2 separate regions of the Rattus norvegicus genome follow, and region 1 is linked to region 2. Evidence: chromatin contacts called from public Hi-C data. All regions are on one chromosome and are shown on one strand. Each heading gives the region's core, a stretch centred on a gene start, on an enhancer-like site or on the middle of the called end of the contact. The rest is flanking DNA. Distances are from core to core; before and after follow the strand shown.

The links. A called contact is a pair of places that touch in the nucleus more often than the background predicts.
Region 1: a contact with region 2 is called in a Hi-C map of the A7r5 cell line, with 3 times the contacts expected there. The contact joins two enhancer-like sites. A contact is called at or near these places in 3 of 12 Hi-C or Micro-C datasets (the A7r5 cell line, the Rat2 cell line and mammary epithelial cells) and 1 of 1 datasets of contacts at active chromatin or transcription factors (oligodendrocytes).

What each region holds. Positions count from the first base shown.
Region 1 is chr6:47,642,663-47,647,314 of GRCr8, reverse strand. LOC103692605 (a long non-coding RNA gene) reads right to left here. Exons shown (of 2, transcript XR_001838348.3): 2 at 1,140-4,652. Among named protein-coding and RNA genes, the nearest start is that of Id2, 170 kb to the right of the region's middle. Within about 2 kb of position 1,319, at least 8 of the 93 cell types and tissues checked have an H3K27ac peak or open chromatin away from gene starts, as enhancers often do. A contact at or near this core is called in the A7r5 cell line, where this site is marked.
Region 2 is chr6:47,471,199-47,475,743 of GRCr8, reverse strand. No RefSeq gene overlaps it. Among named protein-coding and RNA genes, the nearest start is that of Id2, 2.5 kb to the right of the region's middle. Within about 2 kb of position 1,288, at least 36 of the 93 cell types and tissues checked have an H3K27ac peak or open chromatin away from gene starts, as enhancers often do. A contact at or near this core is called in the A7r5 cell line, where this site is marked.

The DNA.
Region 1 (4,652 bases), core at 70-2,569, 170 kb before region 2:
CACCTCTCACGTCCATACACTGTCAGCGAGGAGACTGAGATGGCCACACAGGTTCTGTGGAGAAGAAGGGGTTAAGAACGGTTGACATTTATAAAAAAAAACGTGTCTAGGAAATACAAATGGTTGCTAACAAAAGCCATCTGGTAAGAGTTTGGATGACTCAGCAGGTACCATTTCCATTTCTAGAAAAACAACCCAGGCCACTTCAGTCTCACCTGGGCCTAGCCTGTAACGCAATTGCAATGAGTTATAGCTCAAGACAGATGCTGCCCGGACCAGGGCTTTGCACAGCCCTCTCCAGTCACTGCCTGGAGTCAACGCATAGTCCCAAGCCCACTCCTTAGAGCTCTCGGTTCAGGAGAACCATCTCAGAAAGGACCTGACCTGAGATGCTTTCAACTACAGGAGGCGTTCCAAGGGCAGGCAGGTGCAGCCGTGTGAGGCTGCTCACACATTTCCTGCTGGCTGCTTCCCAGACGGACTTGCCAGCCAGCACCGACATTGGTTAGAGCATTCAGCAAACCTTTGTGCAGCCCTGGCTTCAGCTCTGTATTCCAGAGACTTCTCTTTCAGTCACGCCACTTTCGGATGCTCAGACTGAGCGGATGAACACACATAGCGTTCTTATTTTTCAGTATTCCTCGGTGCCCAGTGGTCGTTGGGTGGATAACCTAAAACTGCATTTTATGTAACGTTGAAGAAGAAGTACTGTAGACCGCAATCCGTGCCTTCAATAGAGCTTACGCCAGTGTAAGACTTGATGGCCGGCCAGTGCCAATCCGGACCTCAGTCTCACTATGTCACACTCTCTGAAAGCAGCTGGTCATTCCAGTGTGGATCCACCAAGGAGTTAGGAACGCTGGAGCCCATGTTAGCCGATGGCTTCCCCTTGATGTAGACTAATAATGTTCTGCTTCCCACTACCTCGGCTCACACTGTCTCTCCCCCTCTCTTTCACGATCTTCCTCTCTTTTCCCCTCTTCCCATCTCGTTAAAAGAAAAAAGAAAACTTTTAGTAACACACCAATTAAGATCAACATTGCTCAACCAAATGACCCAACCGCAAGATTAAATAGCCAGGAGCCCCCACTTTCATATTGACTGGCACCAGGCTCTATTCTAAAGAGATTTACAGATTCGTTTCTTCCTCATACTGAGTCTATACGGCTCTTTTCACACACACACCCCCACCAGACAAAGGAGGGAAAGTAAGGCACAAAAGGAATTAAATCGCATGGCACTGAAGTCCGTGAGGTTTGTGACTCAGGCTCTCCTCCATTCGATGTGGCACGGTGCCAGGCGCATGGAGTGAGTAACCCAGGGTGTTCGTTCTTACGATGCCCAAGGATTGTAATCTGTCATCATCCAGAGCTGCTGGGGCTGTGACAGAGGAAGCGGGGCACTTCCTTTATGGAAACCGCTGGAGTTAATGGCTTTTATGCACCCCCCCCCCCCAGTGAAGCGGCCCCTAGAGTCCAGCATCATCTTATAAAAGTATCAGGATGAAACCTGTTGAGCCCAATATCCTGTGAGTATCAGCTGTGGCATCTGTAGGCCAGTGCCTAAGAAGGAAAGGTTTACCGGCTAAATAAAGTCTGGGTGTGTCTTGCTGCAAACCATTACCAGTGAGAGGGAACCAACCCCAGTGCCTCATTCATAACAAAGCAGACTAACAGTGCATCCCCAGCCATGATCTCCTGTTTGAAATGCACAAGGACGGGTTACCAAGGCAGAAAGTAAGACAGTCCTCTCAAGATTTGTCCGTTTACAGCACTCAGGAAGAAGTCATGAGGTTGATGGGAAAATCTGTCCTACTCTTCAATCCCCAGCAAACAGTTTAACATTTTCACTTGTACTCAAATGCCCAATCGCCACTGCTCCTAACAGGGGCAGCGAGGGTGCACCGCTCAGTTCTAGAAGTCAAAGCAAGGAACAGCAAGCAGGCTGTGGTGCCTGTCTGCTGAGGACCTAGAATTTGGCTTCCTGGCTTCTGAACAAGACAGGCACTCTGACCCGTGAACATGGAGATGTCAGGGGGTGTTCTGGCCTTCACTCGCTCTATCCCACATCACTGGATCTCCCTGGAGGAGCGAACGATCTTTTGTGGTTTGAGACTGAGTGAGTAACGCAGGGGCGTCTAAGAGCAGGCCTTCTCGGAGCTAGGTGTCTGCACCTGCTGTCGGGACAAAGAACCGCGATTCAAAGATTTCTGAGCAGGAAATGTCGAAGAATGATGTATCTTGATGAAGACAACCAAGAGAATGAAAACCGAAGGGCGTGCTCGCAGGGGCTCAGGGCCTACGCATCTCCAACCCGCCCAGCCTGAAGCCCTTCAAAGGCTTTCAGAGGCCTGTGCAGGTGGCAGGCCCTCTTCACTCTGCCTTTCACAGGTAACCCACCACCCACGGGACGCCCAGAAAGAAGGGAGAATGCTGCTGCAGGAAGGCAGTTGTGAGGAGCGGGCACCTCAGATAGAGGCTCAGGTATCTAAACTTTAACCTGGAAGTTCAAACTCCGGCCCAATTCCCTTGCTGGCTCCAGAGACCTGGCTTAGAGATAAGGCATTACGAAAGTTGTCTGCCAGAACCAGAGAGGGCATGAAGGGACTTGAAAATCCTAGGGGCTTAGATGCATTGTGGACACTATCAGGCAGGACTGAAGATGGTTGTCCAGTCAAGGACACCTGTTACCAGACCAGAACGTGTCTGCCAGGCCCTGCAACAGTAGTGTGGCCCACTGTGTGGTTGTACAATTCAGCATGGAGGGCCTCCAATCAGTCCAGAGCGTAGAATGTGGGCTCGGAATTGACAGGACTCTTAGAGCAGGTCACCTGAGTCAACAGCTCTTGGCGCGGTGCTGGCGTCCTGGGTGAGTGGAAGGGTCCACCCAGACAGCCCTTGTCCAGGCTCAGCCCTGGCTCACCCTCCAGGCGTGGAAACTGCTCCTAGGCAGGTGGCTGGGGCTCAGAGAGGGAAGGGAGTAGGGACATGGGGTTAAGGGACCTTGGTGGAGCATGCAAGGCTGTCTTCTAGCTCACCCACGCCTCCGGTGACAGCAGCACCTGCCTTGCAGCTGGGCGACCTCTTCTCCCCCACTCTTCCCCCAAAGGCCCCTCGTCTGGCCAGCAGCGCCTGGCTCCGCCTCCCGCTACACCCATCCGTGTATGCGATGGGACCCAGGACAGGACTGCCTGCTGCCTGCCTGCCTGCCGGATGCGGAGGTGGGGACTGGTGGGGGTGGGGTGGGGCTGGAGGTGGGGTGGAGGTGGAGGTGGGGGTGGAAGCAGGGAGAGGCTAAGCCCAAGGCGGCGCAATCTTATGCAAGCAAACATTCTGAAGACAACTAAGAGCACACAGGAATATACCTGTGATATAGGTATACAAGGAAGTTTGCAGTTTTATTTTTAGAGTTTATTTATTTATTTATTTGTTTGTTTGTTTATTTATTTATCTGCCTAGCTTGCAAGTAATTGGTTCTCTGATAGTATTTGCAGACGTGGTTTTTTTTTTGTAATTGATTCTCATACCCCTCCCTCCCATTTCCCTGCCCCTTGCTCCAGTGCCACCCCCCTGCCCTTTTGCCTCCCTTACAGTTAATGTGTAATGTGTTCTATTGTCATTCCTACCCCCCCCCCGTTTTTCATCTCAAGGATCCCTTTTAGTTTCCTGCCCTTTATCCACACTTACTCCCACCTTAGACACACACACACACACACACACACACACACACACACACACATTTAACAATGGAAAGGGAGGATTCAGAATCGGCATAACAGAGAACACAAGGCATTTGTCAATCTGGGCTCCCGGCTTCAGTTCAGTCCTTTTAGAAAGCAAGAGAGTGCGTGGAGACATAAGCAGGGTTCTAGGAATGAATCTCCAAATAGCAAGTGACAGAGAAGCGCCCCATGTGCACGCATAGCTCAGGTGTGAGCAGCCTCTGTGTGTTGCCAGAAAGTAAAATAAAGGTTGTGAAGCTGGGTGGAGAGGCTCCACAGAAGGGAGTGCAGAGCTGGGGGTGTGGATAAACAGGAACCTGTGATTGCATTCTTCAGAGGTTACCTAAGAAAGGCAGGTGCAGCCTACCTGGTGCTTATCTTCTTGGCTCTTCCCGCTAGAAATAGTTATCCTTTATTCCCCGCCGTATTCTCTCTATGTAGGAGCCCACTGGGTTTCTTGCCCTTTCTCTTGGTTGTTTTTATTAAGTTAGTTTTTCTGTTTGTTTATTCTTCCTTATTACCTCCCTCTACCTCGTTGCCTCTAAGGCAGCAGCTTGAAAGCCATTTAAGACTTTGAGCTCTTCTGACACACCCCATCCCACTGTCTGGCCGTCTGAACAGGTCAAATCAACTTTCCAGGTGTTAAATAACATTGAATAGTAATTGTGTAATCAGCATAAAAGTTAAGCACTGTGGTCCAAGGCAGGGAAAGTACCTTGCGTTTGCTGGTTTGCTGCCGAGGTCTGTGATGCTTCCTTGAACTCTCCGGGGTCCTGCCCCTCCGTTACGGTATTTGTCACATTGATTTTTTGGGGATTCACTTGAAAATCTTAATTTCTAACTTGGGGGATGAATGCATTTTAAATGTGCTGTGCGAGCGGTTTGGAGACCCACAGGGCAAACATTCTCCATTCTCCGCCTTTGCCTTTGT
Region 2 (4,545 bases), core at 39-2,538:
GGTGGCCCGACCAGCGGCGCGCGCCTCCCGGTGGCGCAGACTGGGCGACGCCAGCCCCCGCTCCCGCCAGTTCGCAGGCAGCCCGAGATTGTTTTCCAAGACATATCGCTCAGTCCAGTTAATTTTCCTTTTTAAATTTGGTGACCGGAGTAAAAGTCGCAGGAAAATCCTTTGTCAATGCCAAAAGCAGCCGCAAATCGGAGCACTTCACAGTATTGGTAACAAAATATTTGCGGCGCTCCATAGTTTAAATCGGACCCTTCCGCCGAATTTCCCAAACTTGACTTTCTTTGAACCAGGCTGGAAAGTGATCCTTCTAAAAGGGGATCAGACAGTGGCACGCAATTGGATTTGGCACGGCTTTTTTTTTTTTTTTTTTTTTTTTTTTTTTTTTTTTTTTTAGCTGGGACTCCAGATCTGCAGGTAAACAGAACTGTGAAGGAATCCTAGAAGGAGTTATGGCCGGAATTGTGGCGAGGCAAGGGCGGGCCGACTTATGGCTAAGCCATTGTAGTAGCTGCGACACTTCGCTAATGCCATTTATTAGCTGTGTGTGACACGAAGTGTAAGAGTCTTCAAAAAAAAAAAAAGTTACCCCAAAGAGAAAAACAAACATCCTCTTGTTTGCTTTAAGTGGCTTTGCTCTTTTTCCTTCAGTCCTAGCGCCCCTCATCTAAGGCCTTTTTAAACCCAAATTCGGTTTATCTGGTTTCAGGGTAAGGGCTCCCTCTTGCCAAGGTATTAAATAAACACGAAAAGCAAAAACTCGAATCCTTATACAACCCAGATGCTGTTTCCTCGAAAACCACAACAAACTCGGATAAGCCAGATAACAGCTCTGGCGGGTTGTGAGCCGCAACCCCCTCCCCCCAAATCCCCAGCCCTCCCACCCTCACCCTTGGGTTTTAGGGCCAGCAGAAGACGACTCTGCCGGACAGGCGATGAATAACGGCTGCTAACACTCTCAGCGGTGGATGAGCACCCTTGAGGGATCCGGGTGCCATAAACTATCCGGAAGTGTTGGCATCTGGTTCCTAAAAGGGAGCTTTCCCTGGAGATAAACCCGGACAGAGGAGGTGTCTGTGTCTCCAGGCTGACTTACAAGTTTCTGGATTCTAGGTGATGTCAGGAAAAAACTCACACTATGAAGGGGCTAGGCCTGCGCCCCCCAGCCCCCGCCACACCTCTCACCCCCCGCCGCTCTCCTAGCGGAAATGAGCACGCAGATGCGGGAGCTGCACGCTGAGTCTCAAGAGTGGCTAGAAGACCTCAGGCAGCAGTGCATCCTACCACCTCTCAGGGTGGAGGAGGGGCTGTTCGGGAAAAGTCTGATGCTTTTTGCATAACCACTAAGGATTCCTAAGAGGATGTCAGTAGGACCGGGCGCGGGGTGGGGGTGGGGGGTGAGGGGGCCGAGGATAAGGGTCCTTCAAAGACTTTTTTTTTCTTTTGGAGTCAAAGCCATCCGGGCGAGAACCAAGAAGATCCAGAGGAATAAATAAATCTTGTCCTGCGAAGAGACAGTGACCTCCTTTGCATCCACTGCTACCCTCCCGCCAGCTCCACGCCTCTATTGCAAAAACAAATGAAATAAAGCAAAACCTTTTGCTTTGGCAAGGTCTAAGCCGCATTACCCACACCCCCCATCCCCTTTTGCGAAGGAAGAGTTCTTCTCCCTCTCCCGGCCTTTTTTATTTTTTTTTCTCTCCTCCTCTTTTACACCCCCCCCTTTTTTTCCCCTATTCTTTTCTTCTCGGTCTTCCTTCTTCCCCCAAATCACTCGAAACTTAAGACGTGCAGAGGCTGCAGGTGCGCGCAGGCTGACGGCCCGGTCAGGGCGAGCCTGGGACCGCCGGGCCTTGCAGGCATTGATCAGCTGGGCGCGCGCGCTGAGTGACGGCGCGGTTACCATGGCAGCCGCCTGAGCGGCGCCGCGAGGACAAGGCTGCAGGGCGGCGTGAATGGGCGGCGTCACGCGCCTGGCGCCAGAGAGTCTGCTCCGGGGCTCCGGCTCCGGCCCCGCCGCGGCCTGGCCCGCGCGCCGCTGCCGCCGCCGCTGCTGCCAATTCATCACCTGTCAGGGATCACTCGGGGGGTCACGGGCGGAATGGACACAGCTGTGAGAACAAAACCGAGGGGAAGAAAGGCGAGAGCTCCCAATTGCGCCAGATGTGCAGAGAAGACCTTGAGACTCGCCCCCGCCAAGCCGGCTCCTCCCGCCCTCGTGGCATCACGCGGGGATAGTAGCCAAGGTGGCTGGGCCGGGACCTGCTTCTGATTATCGCGCGTGGCCTGGACATGGTGGGGGATCCGGGGGGCTGGTAGCAGGGTTCGGGCAACTCCAAGCGGGTCTGTTGCTTTAAATGGGGGGCGTCCCGGTGGGTAGCAGGGGCGGCCAATATCACACACACACACACACACACACACACACACACACACACCGCCGGAAGCCCTTCACACCTTCCCACCACCCACGGATCCCGCCCTTTCTGCATCTGGGCGCGTCCTGCAGCTGGGACCATTTGAACTTCAGGGCTCTCAGATGAAAATCCACACCAATGAACCGATTTTTATATACCATTATAAGCCGTCCCGAAAAGGGTTCCCACCAAATCCCCAGCCCCAAAACATAATTTTAAGAAATGTCAGCCCAGGCTTGCTGTGACAGACTTACTGGTAACTCCGTCCTTTTCAGTCATTAACTTATACAGTTTCACAATCCCCTTAAAATGATCTTTAAATGAATGCAAAAACTGGGTAGTGTGCCAACAGAATCCGATTCAGCGCAGCCCGGCAGACTGGACTCTGGCATGACAGCCAGAGAAAGAAACGCCAGAAAACTTTCACCATATTTAGCAATTTTACTATATCAGGGTACAGGAATGGTCTTGGGAGAAGGCGCTCATGCGTCGTCGCTGCCAGTGTGTCGAGCGATGCTGCACAGCGCTCATTATCATCCAGCCCAGGGCCTTTCTGTTGGAATAATGAGGCTGGCACCGGTGCTAACATACGGTGTCCTTGGAAAAAGCTAAGAATGCGTCAGTACCGCAGAGATGCAATGTCCAAGAATCATAAGTAATAATTTGAGAATCCCAGAGATGTTTGTTTACATTGGCTATTATTGTAAAATACTCAGAGTATAACATCATGAACCAAAAGTGTCAAAACAAAATCTGTTCCGCTGTGGCACGTATGTGACAGAAACACATGCACACAAAGTACATCAAGAGGCTCGAACTGTGGGGGGACTCAGATAGTAAATCACTACCAGCTTAATAACAGGACAGTTGTCAATAGAACACTGTCACTGAGTTTCAGGAGGCAGTGCAAGCCTTGTGCAGATTTCTCTGCAGGGCAGAGAGTCCTGCAGCCTCCAAACTGAGATGGCCGGATTTTACCACCACTACACCACCGGACTCTGCCTCCTTAGAGAGAAGCCCTGGGGCACATGGCTGTCACGTGGAGGTCAGAGACTGCCTGGCCCACCAGCTGAGGAATTAATCATTAATTGAAGGGAAAATACTGTTTCTTCACCACGGAGCTTTGCCCGGATTCTGCATTCTTTCTCTTTATTGCATTCAGAGGATGTGGGAGATTGAGACCAAAAAAACCCTTTCTGGGCTTAAGATAAATATTGTTTTCCTCTAATACACGACTAATATACAGTAGTCTTCAGCAGAACAAGAATTCAGAAATTAAAGCGTTGGAGTCAAGAGCTCCAAACTTTTTCAAAATGTAGCTGCATCTAGGAGGGGTGCTGAAAGATTCCAAACCTCGTACGTAACAGAATTTTCTTTAAAAACAGCGATAAGCTGTCAGTCAGTAGCTAGGACCACCTACCTGACAAAGAGCTTCCCAAGAGCTGTAAGTGCTGGAATGTTGACACCAGAAATCACGATTTGCGCATAATTAATCGCATCACTTTGCCACCTACACTGAAGGGCACAGACCAAGGGCAATGTATGTAAATGTAGTTCCAGTGTGCAAACCCCACTAATGACCTTCGATTAATGGAGTCATTATACTAACTCTGCCTCGTTCTCGAGGAGGAGGGGGGGTCCCGGACGTACCAGGTCCCTCAGGGCTCCTCTGTGGTCTGAGGGAGACCGCACAGTGCTCCCTACAATTCGTGTCACTGAGTTTCCGAGAAGGCCTCCCGCGTTGCTCCAAGTTGCAAAATCCCACGCTAAACCTGCCGTGAATGTGTATGTGGGTAGGTTTCCCGCCCCTCCTCCCCTTAAATAGCTTTTGCTTTATCTTAAAAGAAGGAACTCCACAAATGTGACTTCCCAAAGGCGCGCTTCTTTTCCCTTCTGCCACGGTCGCTGTCTCCCTAACGCTAGCGACCTGTGACTTCCCGTCTGCTGTGCTGAGACCGCGGGGCTGCTGGAAACCCTGGGGCGGGGATAGCTAGCTCCGGGCACACCCCCGGGGCAGGGGTCCTGCCAGCTTTGGAAATTAGAATCAGGAGGGCACAATTGCACACTCAGGCCCCCTGGGTGCCCAGCGCACACTGTACTCAATTTACCACCCCAGCTGGGCTCT